Linked DNA regions of Oryctolagus cuniculus: region 2 is linked to region 1. The links are chromatin contacts, called in public Micro-C maps. All regions are on one chromosome and are shown on one strand. Each heading gives the region's core, a stretch centred on a gene start, on an enhancer-like site or on the middle of the called end of the contact. The rest is flanking DNA. Distances are from core to core; before and after follow the strand shown. Region 1 holds the start of POLR2A (RNA polymerase II subunit A). Region 2 holds the start of TP53 (tumor protein p53).

Region 1 (3,314 bases), core at 33-2,532:
CACCGGCTTCCACTGAAAATAGGATTATACCTTGAGTTCTTAACCGTGATATCCCACACTTCTCCAGCCCATTTCCGTAATATCCTCTCCTCACCCACTGAAGCCCACCCATACTGGCCTGTGAGCCTGGGACACGGTCAATCCATTCCTCTCTCAGGCCTTTTGCACTTGCTGTGTCTTCTTGCCTCAGAATCCGAGTTGAAATGGCTGCTTCTCAATCGGGTCATGTCACCTTCTTCCCAGACCCTGACACCACCCCAATTAAAGTCGCCCAGCCTCAGGGACTCTCCATAGCATTATCCCGTTTCGCTTTTATTCAAAGCACTCCAAATTATCTCATTCACTCCTTTATTCACAATGCTCAACTGCCCTTTCCCCCAGGAGACTGGCCAGTCCAACGCCGTCTCCCCAGCGTCTGTCCTACCACGAGCCAGGAGCTCAATCAGTATTTATGGAGGGGGGAGAGGGAAACCTGGGGCTTGGCTTTGCCACGCAAACTAGCACAGATCCCCTCGGATGTGTCTGATCTCGCTGAACCAGGGTTAACTCCGCGGTGTGGAGCCAGTCACCCCGACTCCGACACAGCCCTACACTTGCTCAAATCCTTGCAAAATGTAGCTCTGTTAGGGAGTTGCCGGGGGTGCGGGGGTCCCGAGGCTGGCCCGCACACCGCCAGCCTTGGCGCCGGTAACTCGGCTTCCCCGCGGGCAGGGAGAACGCCAAGTTTCCGCAGCCACCTTCCAGCCCCGCCCGCCGGCGAGGGAGGACCGAGCAGCTTACCAGCTCATCCGGACTGAGGACTCCGAACTGCACTCTCTTGATGGTGCGCAGCGGGCATGCGCTGTCCCCGGAGGGTGGGCCACCCCCGTGCATGGCCGCGGCGGGCGCGCTGCGCAGGCGCAAACCTCGCTACAAAAAGCCTGCGCCGCCTCCGCCTAGGCGCTCAGACCCCGTCGGGGCGGCCGCCGGGAAGGACCTCCCCGAGTTGGGAGGAAAAAGCCGGAGGAGGGAGAGGTGGGGGAGGGAAAGAGGCGGGGAAGTGAAAAAAGGAGCGAAAAGAGCCCTTCTCCCCCTTTCCGGAGATTTTTTTCGGCTCCCAAAAAGGAAAAAATAAAAAGAGGGGAAAAGGAAAAGGTTTCGGGGAGGAGGAAGAAGAAAAAGGTTAACGAATAAATAAGTAACCGGGCTCCTGAACGGCGGAGGGCACGGCAGTTTGTCTCTCCCCCTTCCGGGAGCCGCCTTCTTCTCAACCGCCCCGGCCGCGCTCTCGGCGCTTCTGAGAAGCGAACCGGCCGAATGACGGCCTTTATAGCTTCGCCCCTGAGTCCCCGCCCCTTCCTTTCCCGCCCTCCCTTGCGCTACGGGGCCGCCCGCGACGGGCCGCACGGGACGCGCGCGCTCCCGCCGTTGAGCCTCCTCCGCGGCTCCCCGATCTGGCGACCTTTTGAAGTGACGGGGAAGGGGGGATATATATATATTTTTTTTTTCGTAAAAGCGCGCCGCCTCGCTTCGCTGCCCGCTCTGGCATTAAGGTTGAAGGTGTGAAGGATCGAGGGTAAAATCAGGCCGCTTTTATTTCAGCTTGGAGTATGGTTTCGTCTTCAGCAAAAGACTCTCCTTGACGCCCGCCCCCCTCCCCCAGCTGGGAAATGGTGTGTTCTGCGAATCCGTGATGGAGGCGGGGCCGGCCGGCTCCTCCTGAGCGGGTTCCGGAGGGAGGGGCGGTGCTGGGGCTGTCCTCGCTCTTGAATATGCAGTTTCGCTGTGAATATGCATGAATAGACCAAGATGGCGAGGCCAGTTGCGCCTCCGGAAGTAGCCTCCTGGGACGAGTGGGGTATCTCCTGGCCTCTAACCGGGAAGAGGGTGCGGGGGAGAAGGGCTGTACCGAGCCTTAGTCCCAGATTCCCGGCCTGAGCCGCTTCAAGAGGCTTGCTCCGGAAGGAGTGGCCACTCACTGTCCAGCAGAGATCACGAGACCGGGACAATCCGGGAAAAGCAGATTAGCCACGGGGCGGCACACGAAAGTCCTGGGGAATTGGGGGTCGGTTGTGTTGTCCGTGGCGGGGGCCGGGGAGCGGGGGGGGGGGGGGAAATCAAGGAATCTGAGCATTGGGAAGTCCTCCACCTTCTAGAACAGTTCCGCAATAACCGGAGGGGAGGGTGGGGGTGAGAACATCCCCGGAGAGACTCCACTGAGAGCCGTGGAGGATTTCCACTCTCCCTCCAAAGCCAAGATGACACCGGCTGCACAGCCGCGTTCAGCGTGATCCTTGTTTGATGTCAGTGTCACGTCATCACCCCAAGTGGTGGGGGCACAACCACAAGGAGAGGAAATCATCTTTCTTGTCGCCCAGGGAGGAGGAAAAGCACGCTCCCCTCCCCCAGCGCAGCTGCTTGTTCCATCTGCCTGAGCACACTGCGCCCTCCACCCTCAGTGCTCCTCTCTCTGCTACCGAGGGAATCCTCCCCATGGCCCACAGCCCCTTGCCTCAGCCTCGTGGGACAGGCTCCTCAGACCCTACCCCGTAGCTATACTGATTGCTGGGACCCAGCCTAGACACCCTGGCTTGCTGCTGTGGGTCTTCCAGGTGGTCGCTCTCTCTACCAAGTCCCCAGGCCGCCCTGGGCTCCGAGGGGTGTCCCTGCCCCACACCAGTTCTCCTCCTGTCACTTGCTGTCCCACGTTTGTATTCCAGTCTGTCCTATTTACCCCTGCCCCCCCAACCCCCGACTCTCCAGTTCAATCACACCCCTCTACCTGCCCTTCCCTCTCACAGCTGAGGTTCTGGGCGGTGATGATGGCAATGCTACCCAACACGACCCCTGCCCCCATGATGTCGGAGGGTGCCACGGTCTCATAGAGCACGTAGTACTGCAACATCAGGGCCACCACCACCTCAGAGTGCAGGACCGCACACACCAGGGCAGGGTGGGCCTTGGTGACCGCGTAGCTCACACACACAAAGGAGACCAAGGCGAGGATCCCCACTGCCCCGACACAGCTCCAGCTCAGAGGGTCACTGGGCAGCACGGGGGTCTGCAGCACAAAGAGGCCCGGCACGGAGCCCAGCAGCCCCACCAAACCAAACAGGAAGGCCACTGTCGGTAGGCAAGAGGGGAAGTGCAGGGAGCGGTAGACCAGAAGCCCCAGTGACAATGCCAACCCTCCCAGGAAAGCCAGCACATAGCCCAGGGCAGTGTAGAGGCCTGTGGTCCCCTCCTGCAGCGTCCCCAGTCCAGGTCCCACAATGATTATTAGTCCCAGGGTGCTGCCCAACAGGCCACACCAGTCGTAGCCACTGAGACCCTGG
Region 2 (3,426 bases), core at 130-2,629, 180 kb before region 1:
CGGTATCGAACTCGGCTTGCAGAGCGGACAGAGAATCTGGGTCTCCTGCGCCCAGCTCCTGGGGGAACCCTGAGCCAGGCACCGCACCCGGGGACGCCCGGGGCCGATCGCTGCCTTCGGGCGCCGGCGGCATCGGTTCGGGATCCGGAGTTTTATCCACCGAGGAAGCCCGCGGAGACTGACCGGCTGCAGCGGGGGCCTGGTCCCCCGGAGCTGAGGGCTGAGCCTCCGACGCCTTCATACTGCAGAAGCAGTGCGGCAGGCATTGGCCTCGGCCGGGCGGCCAGGACGGCTCCGAAGCTCCCGGGAACCGCGACGCAGACCTGGAGGAGCCCACCCGCGCCTTCCTGCCTCCTCCGGGAGCGGGAGGCGAGAACAGCACTGAGAGCCGGCGTCTCTCAGCACCGTGGTAGCTACACGCCACTGGCTCTCGCGGGACTTGGGCCCACCTTCGTCCCGATTGGACCTCCGCACCCCGGAGCGGATTTCGCGGGCGAACCACGTCGGGGCGAGGCGGGGGCCTTACAGGTTTAAGACTTACAATTCCCATAAAGCCCTACGGCTCCTCGTGGCTGCTGGGAGTTGTAGTCTGAACGCGTCCGCCTTGGCGAGAAGTACCAGAGCGCCCCCTACCGTCTCCCACGACAATTCTCAAAGCGCCTACCCGCCTCAGCCTGCAGAGGGCGCCTGACCTTGCAGCTTTTACACCTCTTCTGCATCCCATTCGCCAATTCCTCAGCCCTCTGTCTCTCTCCATTCATTCAGTAAATATGTATTATCAAGCTCTTGCCACCCTGCACTGCACGAGCCACTGGGGAACACAACGATGACAATAGACAGGTTCTCTGTCCTCAGAAGGTTGCATTGCTGTGTGGGAAAGGGTGACTAGATCTGCAGATAGTGAGAACGGTTGTGAGGGAAACTAAACAAGATGGTGTGATATGAAGTACTTGGGGGACGCGTTAGACTGGGACGTTAAGGAAAGCCCTTCTAGAAGGTTACGGTTGAGCTGATGAGAAGAAACTAGCTATCAGGGCAGTGTTGCGGACAAGAGGGAAGCGGCGAAGACAAGAGCTTTCTTCCTTCCACCCTTTATATTCAAAATGGTTTCCGCCAATTCTGCCCTCACAGCCCTGGCCTGCAGAACTTCGCCGCGACAAAATGTTAGCCGCTACAGCACCGAGGCTGCAAGAACCCTGACTCTCTCCACACACACACCCTCCATTTCCTTCGCCTCACGCCGGCAGGCGAATGACTTGCCCTTACTTGTCATGGCGACCGTCCAGGAGCCTCGCGGGGGCTGATGGGATTGGGGTTTTCCCCTCCCATGTGCTCGGACTGGCGCTAAAAGTTTTGAGCGCCTCAAAAGTCCGGGGCCACCGTCCGGGAAGCAGGTAGCCGCTGGGCTGCGGGGGCACCTGGCGTCCGTGGCCGGAGCGTGCCGCCCGGGGCCGTGACACGCTCTCCTGAGGACTGGGTAAGGCCTTGACTGGGACTGATGCGTCCCCTCTAAGGGATTTGGCTCTGGGCACCTTGCATTTTCATCTAGGGGCGCAGCTGGGGGTGGGGCAGTGGGGGTGGACGGGGGCTCGGTGGGAGCGAGAGGCCGGCTGGCGGGAGGAACAGAGGAGTGCCGCGTCGGGAGGCCTGGGTGCGAACGCTGGGCAGGGGAGTGGGGCTTTCGGGGGGACCTGAGCCAGCCCCAGGTTTACTTCGCCCCCGAAATAACATGCACTAAGCCTTGGGGGCTGAGGTTTCCACATCGCGAGACTCGGACCTCTAGGCCCGAGATGGTAAGGTCCAGGGCAGCGGAGGGAAACCTCGGGCTCCGTTCCGAAGAGAGCGCTCGGGTCTCGGGACTTCCGGACCTTTGTCTCCCCGAAGTGGTCATCGCAGCCGGCCGCCGGCTCCGCCGGATGGAGAAACTCCGATCAAAGCCGGGCGGCCGTGGGACGCGCCGAGCAGAGGGTTTGCTCAAGGCAGCCGGGGAGACCGTCCCGGCCTGAGAGGCTCGGCAGCCCTGTTATTGTTTGGCTCCACATTTACATTTCTGCCACTTGCAGGAGCATTTCCGGTTTCTTTTTTGCGGAGCGGCTCACGGTTCCCCCTATGCGGGGGGTGGGGGGAGAGAGAAACTAGTGTCTTTCAGGCTGATTTCTGTTCCTTGCGGGAGAGGTGTCTATCATTTCCCACCTTTTCTGCCCTCTGGATGACTTGGCTCCTGCTTTTGCTAAGAAGGGAGGATTTGTTTTGATGCACACCTCCGTCCCTCCCCCCGCCTCTGAATGGTGCGCTCCACCCTGCCCCCCTCGCAGCCTAGGTGGACGCTACCATTCTGTGGGACGGGGGGGGAGGCGAACACGTTACAGATGGCAAAACCAAGTATTTTCGGAAATGGGTCCGCTGGGGAATCGAATTCTGGAAGTGTGCAATGACAGGCCATTCGTCTGTGTAGGGGAAACAGCTTCTCTAGTATCCGGTTTTGGGCTAAGCCATACCAATTCCAAACGCAGTCCGGACGTCGTAAAAGCGGAAGGGGCGGGCCGGCGGGGTCCTGCCCGCGGGCGGCGGCGGGGCCGGCGGGGTCCGTGTGCCCTGCTGCTGCACCGCGCGGGGCGTGGCGGTGCCCCGGTGTGTCCCAGGCCCTGGGCACCGTGGCCCGATGTGCCTGTCGCTTTTCTAAACTGTCCTTCGCGGAAGCTTAAGTGCTTCTCTTCCCCTCGGCGCCTGGCGTAATTTCAGCCTGTGAGATGAACGGGAGATAGGCAAGGCAAGGTGGAAATGGCCTTGCGGGAGGCGGCGGATGGCGTCTCCCCGGGAACCGGCCCTGGTGGGCTCCGCGGGGCGGGCTGTCAGACCCCCGCCATCGTTTGAATGTGAAAAGATCTTTTCAGGGCACAAAAGACGGAATATCCACTTGATTTGCCTTTGCAGTGCACTAATGTGGGTAAATATAAACTTTTGTGCGCGGAAAGACAGCTTTTTGAAGCTATTCTCAAAGCGGCGGTTTCTCTAACCACCTAGATACAGACCAAAGACGCAGCTTCTCCCTGGTCATCCGTGCTTGTTCTGTTTCGGTCCTTTTTTTTTTTTTTTTTTTTTTGGCTTGTTGGAGAATTTCATTTATTTGCAAGGGAGCTCTTCCATCTGCTGGTTCACTCTGCAAATGTCGGCAACAGCCCAGGCTGGGCCAGGGGGAAGCCAGGAAGCCAGGTACTCTGTCCTTGTCTCCCATGGGGGTGGTTGGGGCCCAGGCAGTCGGAGCATTAATCTGCCGCCTTTCCAGGCACAGTAGCAGGAAGTTGGATCCGAAGCAGAGCAGCCAGGACTCAGACCTGCAGGCCCGTGTGGGATGCAAACCCGTGGTTTCACCAGCTTTGCCCAAACAGCCCTGTATGTGTGTGTGAAGTGATACCTACCCATGTT

Evidence for each region. A called contact is a pair of places that touch in the nucleus more often than the background predicts.
Region 2: a Micro-C map of ear pinna shows a contact between it and region 1, with 1.9 times the contacts expected there. The contact joins the promoter of TP53 here to the promoter of POLR2A in region 1. A contact is called at or near these places in 2 of 6 Hi-C or Micro-C datasets (ear pinna and an unstated tissue).

Annotation. Positions count from the first base shown.
Region 1 is chr17:52,049,397-52,052,710 of mOryCun1.1, reverse strand. POLR2A (RNA polymerase II subunit A) reads right to left here and starts at 1,282. Exons shown (of 29, transcript XM_051825245.2): 1 at 781-1,282. The coding sequence starts at 873. SLC35G6 (solute carrier family 35 member G6) reads right to left here. Exons shown (of 2, transcript XM_008270780.4): 2 at 2,627-3,314. The coding sequence ends at 2,744.
Region 2 is chr17:52,225,813-52,229,238 of mOryCun1.1, reverse strand. It overlaps TP53 (tumor protein p53), which reads left to right and starts at 1,379. Exons shown (of 11, transcript NM_001082404.1): 1 at 1,379-1,477. WRAP53 (WD repeat containing antisense to TP53) reads right to left here and starts at 1,109. Exons shown (of 11, transcript XM_070061338.1): 1 at 1-1,109.